2 separate regions of the Gossypium arboreum genome follow, and region 1 is linked to region 2. Evidence: chromatin contacts called from public Hi-C data. All regions are on one chromosome and are shown on one strand. Each heading gives the region's core, a stretch centred on a gene start, on an enhancer-like site or on the middle of the called end of the contact. The rest is flanking DNA. Distances are from core to core; before and after follow the strand shown. Region 1 holds the start of LOC108483983 (40S ribosomal protein S18). Region 2 holds the start of LOC108484532.

Evidence for each region. A called contact is a pair of places that touch in the nucleus more often than the background predicts.
Region 1: a contact with region 2 is called in a Hi-C map of leaf, with 4 times the contacts expected there. The contact joins the promoter of LOC108483983 here to the promoter of LOC108484532 in region 2. A contact is called at or near these places in 2 of 5 Hi-C or Micro-C datasets (both in leaf).

The regions. Positions count from the first base shown.
Region 1 is chr6:81,703,918-81,707,717 of ASM2569848v2, forward strand. LOC108483983 (40S ribosomal protein S18) reads left to right here and starts at 2,440. Exons shown (of 4, transcript XM_017787564.2): 1 at 2,440-2,590; 2 at 2,796-2,956; 3 at 3,303-3,491. The coding sequence starts at 2,588.
Region 2 is chr6:81,510,886-81,514,746 of ASM2569848v2, forward strand. LOC108484532 reads left to right here and starts at 1,860. Exons shown (of 10, transcript XM_017788350.2): 1 at 1,860-2,079; 2 at 2,173-2,234; 3 at 2,642-2,761; 4 at 2,872-2,971; 5 at 3,140-3,220; 6 at 3,543-3,592; 7 at 3,724-3,861. The coding sequence starts at 2,011.

The sequences.
Region 1 (3,800 bases), core at 1,190-3,689, 190 kb after region 2:
ACATAATAGTCGTTCTAGGTATTTGAATCAAACGCTCACTTTGATTCTTTTATGGAATTATAGACTCGTTTAGATTATCTAATAAAGTTTTTCTTTTCATAATGTAAATGTTCTTACAATACCGCTTATCATTAGTTTGAACTTAGTCAATCAATGAGCTTATATTTGCTTTTCATAATTTTTCTATGTATGCAAAACATAAAAGACATAAACACAAAAGGTATAATAGTGAAATGTGAAATTAACTTTATTTATTTATTTATCGTTCAAATATTATAAGTTATATGTTTACTAAAATATGGGCACATTTCCTAACAAGGGAAACCTATTTTATTACTTTAACTTCACCTTGTTCATTCAACTAATAAATTTGATAAGGATGGGGATGATTTGTAGACAGTAATTTGAATTTCTCCACTAATGTAGTAGAGGCCACATTTGCACAACTCTCGTTAGCAATAGTAATATGACACACTTTCTAGTAAATCATGCATCGTGTGTGGAACAGATCCTCATGTTGTTCATTATCCACCACCCATTGTGCATTCATATCTTGTTGAGAAATAACCAATTTTCTATCAACGAGATATTCTACAATGCCCACCTTCTTGATGAATTGGTTTTCATTAAATTTCACCCTTCTTGTTATTTGTTGAACTCGTACTAGAGGTGGTGTTTGCTCTATCATTCTTTCAAATGCTTGAGTTAATTGATTGAGTTGCTCCATCATATTTTCTTATCTTGTTTGGAGACTTAATGTTATAGCTTGCTTCAAAGAAAGTTCTTTTCCATTAGTTTGTGGCCCAACATGGTGGGTAGAAAGAAAAAGGCATCGTTCCAACTATTGAAGGACGAAATTAAAAAAAAGATTGATGGTTGGTGCATTAGGTTTCTATTGCAAAGGGGTAAAGAAAATTTTTATTAAGTCAATGCTCCAAGCCATTCCAACATACTTGATGGCTTTTTTTTTTTTTGCTGCCAAAAAATTTGTACGATGAAATGGAAAGTATTATGGCACGATTTTGGTGGCAAAAGGGGCGTGGGAGAAAGGGGATTGCGCTTTGAAAGGGGAAGGAGGTTTAGGGTTTCATAGTTTAGAGATTGGCCAAACAAGGATGGATACTTCTAAATAATCCTGATTCGTTATTAACCCAGGTTTTAAAGGAAAAATATTATCCAAGTTCCGATTTCTTAAATGCACGGGGAATTTACCCTCTTATACTTGGAAAAGTATTTGGGCTACGAGGGGTTTATTACAAGAGGGCTTATGTTGGAGAGTTGGATCGGGTGAAAACATCTCAATTGCTAAGCATGCATGGATACCAAGTTCAATTAATTAGAGACTGAATGTGAGTATGAATAATAATAGCATTTCAATGGTTTTGGAGCTGATAAACAAAAATAACAGAGAATGGAATAAAGAATTGGTTATTAATACCTTCTCGGATGTTGATACAGCTAGGATATTGAGGATTCCACTAGCGAAGGAATGCCATGATGACTTGGTGGTCTGGTATGGTGAACCTTTCGGTGACTTTTCTATTCAGAACACTTATAAACTATTACAACCAAGTACTCTAAGCCCTAATTTTAATGATTTACATACCACCTCTAGAGACTTTTACAGACAGCTATGGAACCTACAGCTTCCAACAAAGCTAAAAATTACAATTTGGAGAATATCTAGAAATTTTATTCCTACACTAGTTAATTTGAATCATAAACAACTAGTAGCGAATATGGCTTGCCTGAGATGTGAGGGGGCAAATGAGAATCTAGACCACGTCCTCCGAGAATGTCCTATTTCAGTTGAAGCTTGGTCAATTTTAAACCATTCCTGTAACTAAACCAAATCTGGAACCAGACTAATTTGGAGCCTCTTGTGGGTAAGGTTTGGAGAGGGGAATGATTGTTTTGAAACATGAAGATGGAGAAACGCTTCCTTGGTAACTGAAATCATCGAGATTGAAAAGAAAGAAATGAAAGGTTGGCACGATTTCAAGTATTAAATGTGATTGGGCTAAAGCTTTATCTTTTATTTATTATTTTAAAAACTTTGGTTTATTTGTTTTTTTTATTTTTTTGATTCTAGTTTCCTTTTTTAAATTCCAGGGTGACATGTTGAGCTTAGTGATATGTATTCTAGTTTATGTTTTAATAAAGCCAAGTCTATTTGAATTTAAAAAAAAAGAAAGAAATGTATTCTAGTTTATGTTTTAATAAAGCCAAGTTTATTTGAATTTAAAATAAAAAAGAAAATTAACTAGTTAAAATTAATATTTATTTTTAATTGATTAAAAATTTTCAACAACTATTATGATAGTACAGGGGAATCGAATTATAATAGTATTGGGTGAAATCGGTGTAATGGTGAGTTTTAAAGGACCGGAAAAATTGGGCCTTATGACAACAGTGCACTAATTTTCTCTTCAGCCCAAAATCCAACTAAAAAACCCTAGGAGTTGCTATGAACCACTATAAATACGTTTGTTAGAGGAATCCTTTAAAACCCTAACTTGGCCTCCTCTGTTTATTCGCTTCAGCTCATCACTTCCCGTGCTCTCTCGTCCTCCCTCACCAAATCAAAATGGTAATTGTGATTCCATCTTTCTAATTACAATTCCATATTTTTCTTGATCTGATTCACTGTTTTTTTTTTTTAATCTAAATTTCCTTTTCCTTTTTTCTCCCTTTTCGGGGATGGTTTTTTCTTGGTTTGAATTAGGGTTGATGTTTTGTTTCTAACATTATTGCTTTTAACTCTTTCTTCTTCTTTTTTGTGTGTGTATGTACAGTCTCTGGTGGCGAACGAAGACTTTCAGCACATTTTGCGTGTGCTGAACACCAACGTTGATGGAAAGCAGAAGATTATGTTTGCTTTGACCTCCATCAAGGGTATTGGAAGGCGTTTCGCTAACATTGTTTGCAAGAAGGCTGATGTCGACATGAACAAGAGGTATCTTTTATTATGAAAATTTAGATGCAAGGAGCTTGCCTATTTTATATCAATTTTGGGCTTAAGTGGGAACCGATAAGATGTCGTATAGCTCAAAGCTTAGAAAAAAAACATATAGTAGATGATTTTGTTTTTTGGGTATTTCAGGTTGAAACGGTTACTTTTGTCATTGATATGAATTGATTCATATGTGGAAGAAGATTATGATTTCTTATTTTTTTCTATCTAAAACTTTCGACTATGTTCTAGGCTTCAATTATGTATAGGCTTGTGGCATGAGGAGTCATGTTATTCAGTTTTTTTTTTTTTGAGCTTTTGTGCAACTTTGCTGATTTTTTTTTATTAGGGCTGGTGAATTGACTGCACAGGAGCTGGACAATCTCATGACCATTGTTGCAAACCCCAGGCAGTTTAAGATACCTGACTGGTTTTTGAATAGGCAGAAGGATTACAAGGATGGGAAGTATTCCCAAGTTGTGTCTAATGCTCTCGACATGAAGTTGAGAGATGACTTGGAGCGATTGAAGAAGATCAGGTTAGTACTTCGTTCTTGCTAATCTGTGCTTTGAGTTTATCTTTTCCCATTTTTGCTGTATGTTCCAAATGTTTGATGCTTAAAATGATACGATCAGGCCAACTGTATCTATGCTTTAGTATTTCTGTTTAATTTGAGTTCATGGTTCCTCATCGTATATCAATTTACTATAAGCAACTGCTTTCACATTCTCAGTGAAGTTCTTTCAAACGTTTGACTAAATGATTTGGGCAACTTATTTGGGGCTCATTTCTGTAGCTTTTAATTTTTTATTATTTATTATCCTTTTTTATGCTTAAGAATCTACAT
Region 2 (3,861 bases), core at 610-3,109:
AAAACATCAACCAACCGAACATGAAGCAAGAGAATCCTCTTCTTCTTCCTTCCTCAAGTCACGGCAATGGGGGAGCATGGATGAGACAACTTTGTTTTCATCACCCTCCTTTTCATTACTTTATTACTAACCTTTTATTTTATTATTTCTAACATAAAACATTAACACAAAATGTTTATAATATGCTTTAACCCATAGCATGGCCGCCACTACCTAAAGTTTTGGGTAATTTGACATGCAAGGACAAGCATTTTCTAACATGCATCAATAGGCCACTTTAACATTTGCCTAGCACATTTCTAAATTTTCTCACACAAGTCCTATTTAATAAAATTCACTTACAATTAACAAAATTCAAACATGAAATTTTCACACATGCATATATATATATATAATAAGCATCAAATATGACGGTTAATTATTTTTATGACTCGGTTTTGTGGTCCCGAAACCACTTTCCGACTAGGGTCACATTAGGGGTGTCACATTTATGATGTTGAAACAAGGTGATATGCAAGTAGTCGACTATGAATGAGAGTTCTTACGACTTAGCAAGTATGATCTCGAACTGGTACCAACTGAAGAAGAAAGTTTCAAGCGATTCCTTCAGGGAATGAGAGATGAGCTTTGAGTTTAACTAGTTTCGCATAAACTTAAAAGTATTCACTGATCTAGCTGAATGAGCAAAGATGGTTAAGTTTATACATTATGTAATTTTTTTTCAGTTTTAATTTTCTTTGTGACATTGAAGGTTAATCATAAATGAATAAGAAAATATAAAAATTATTATCTTGAATTTATGGGTGTTTCCATTTTTTATATATATTTTTAATCAAATTTAGCTATTCAATTTTGTTGTTTTTAGCTTTTTAGGTGAAAGTGTTACAAAGAAAAGCAAGTTTGCAAAAAAAAAAAGACCAAATTACGCCATATGTAAATATTGAGATTTTTTAGAATCAAGACTAAATTGGCACAATGTACAAATGTTGAGGGTTAAAAGTTGTTACTATGTCGATTTTAAAAGTTGTCACCATTATCAAGCTGATGATAAAAAAATACAAAATTGAATAATTAGGTGATTACTTTATAACTTTTCATAATTTACCTTTATTTAAATTTACTTTATTTTCAAAATTTAACAAATTGACATGATTTTTAGGATTAAAACGGTACACCCATGAGATGCACAAATAAGAAAACTAGTTCCTATATATTTGCATTAAATATTTTTAAAATATTGTTGTGTGTCATCAAATTTCTAATTAATTATTGTATTGATAACGCGATCTTTTTCCCGATCTTTATAGCACGAATTTAAAATTAGTTGAATTAAAGATTTTTTTTTATCTTTCATGTCTATTGTACAATTTATTCTCGGAATTTGTGATTACTCATTTCAGTAATATTATCTTCAAAATTTGGACTTGGATTCTTTCTTTTAAGTATAATGTACCAAAAATCAATGTTTTTAGAATCGGACTGGTGATCGAATTAGTCAGGGCCACCGATTCGTTAATCCAACATGTCTTTTTAGTTTGATTAAACAAATAATTTTAAAAATTTAAAAATATGGTTTAACCTCGATAATTTTTTTTTTGATTTAGTGATTCGTACTAATTTCTTAATCATAGGTGACTCTTGGGGGGTTGACAGGGGCCCAACCCTTCTAAAATAGAAAATTTTACATTTTGACCCTTTAAAATTTTAAATGAGTAAAGGCAAAATTATACTTTAATTTTCTAAAAATAATAAAATTTTAATTTAATAATTTAAAATTACTTTTTTATTATTATAAAAATTAAAATTTAATTTTAGCACTAAAAAAATTTTTGGATAATCAACTAGCTTAATTCCTTTATCCGAGTCAATACTAGTCAATTCCCGATCCTCCAATTGGTTCAGACAGCAGAGCATCTAACGGCAATATATTTAGCGACGTGGGAAAGCAGCAGACGACAAACACAACCAATTTCAAGGTCTCCTCTCTACAATGTAAGAACCTAAAAACAAATGAAAAATGCAACTTTGCACTTTGAATTTCACATATCCATCACAGCACTAATCATGTTCCTTCTGAAGGTAATCACTTCCCCTTTTCATTTATTATTGTTGTTAAAACTTATCCTTTGTATTGGGGAGCTTACTGATTTTATTTTTTGCTTTGTATACAAGACTTGGCGGGCATCTGCATTTGGAGTTTATGGTTACTTGAATTTCACCAGAAATGGCTTCTTGTAAGTTCACTTGTTGCCCCTCTTGCAAAACCTTGCCCTTTTTTATGCAGCAAAATTGACGCTTTTATGCATATTTATTCCTTTTCTGCTGATGGAATAAATGGTTTTTCTTATAACATGATAATTGAAATTATAAGAACTCAAGTTTGAATCCTTCAATAATAATAATAAAAGCTAATATAGGTGGTCAGAAAATATATCTGACACTTGCACATTTTCTTGATTCTGTGAGTTTGGGTTTAAGTTATTTGTTTTTTATCGGCGCGTATCTTCACTAGTTGTTGCCTAATATTGGTTTCTCAGTACTGTTCAAAGAAGCCAGCGCTCTGCTCATCAAAGATTAAGTACTAGGAAATGATCTTTTGACATTATTGTATATTGTTTTTAAGATATTCTTTGATTTTCAGGGAACACTCCAAGAAATTCAAACCCGAAGATATGGAAATACGAATAGAGGGGAAGAACTGCGTGGTCACAGGAGCAAATTCTGGCATTGGTTTTGCTACTGCTGAGGCTCTTGCATCATGGTGTTGATTATTTTCTGACCTTTTTGCTTGTTTGATTTATTAAAAATAAACTTGCATGTACCTGCATTCTGTTTTCCTTTTTGTTCATGTTATTATGATGTTTACCGTAGTGGAGCAACTGTCTATATGGTGTGTCGTAACAAGGAGAAGGGAGAAACCGCTCTTTCTAAAATTCAGTCTTCAACTGGCAATCCAAATGTTCATTTGGAAGTAATTATCATCTATTCCTTGCTAATCTCTTGTTTTCCATGATGGCCTCTGAACAGCTTGTTTCTTTGGAATTTTCATAAATTAAGCCCTTACCTGTTTACAGTTTTATGGTTTATAATTTATCTACAATGTTTCAGTCTTAAATTGCTTATAAAGTATAGCTTGCAGGTTTGTGATCTTTTGTCCATCAGCGAGATCAAGTCATTTGCATCCAGGTTCTCTTCAAAGGATGTTCCTGTTCATGTTCTTGTAAAGTTCTATTTTGCTTATTACTAGTTGAAGTTTCCTCCAAGAAATAGTAGTTGTTCTACAACTAGAAATGGGTGACATCATTTAAGTTCTAAATAACTAGTACTTTTCTCCAATATCTGGTTGTATATATTTTTCTACCATTCTGAAACACTTGTCTTTGTTCTGTTTCTAACTTTATATAGACTGGGATCGTCTTCTGTTCCAATATTAAATGAGAAAGGGATAACATTTATTTAAGAGTAGCCTGCCATTCTGCTAAACCATTGCTGTATCATGTAACGCTTATGATTTTCTTCTTCTTAAATTTTATTTCCTTTAGGTCAACAATGCTGGACTGATGGAGCACAAACGAATTACGACATCTAAAGGGTGCGCTTTTCACTTTATAACTACAAAAATATTCGATACATTACGTGTTCTGTTCCTTCATTAAAACTGAGGAAAAAGAATAGAAAAAAATATTTCATGTCTTGTCTTTCTCATTTCCAACGTGCCTCCAGATTTGAGTTGAACTTTGCTGTCAATGTATTGGGCACTTATGCCACAACAGAATTAATGTTGCCTTTGCTGGAGATAGCTTCTCCTGATGCTCGAGTCGTAACAGTTTCATCTGGTGGAATGTATACTACTCCCTTGAC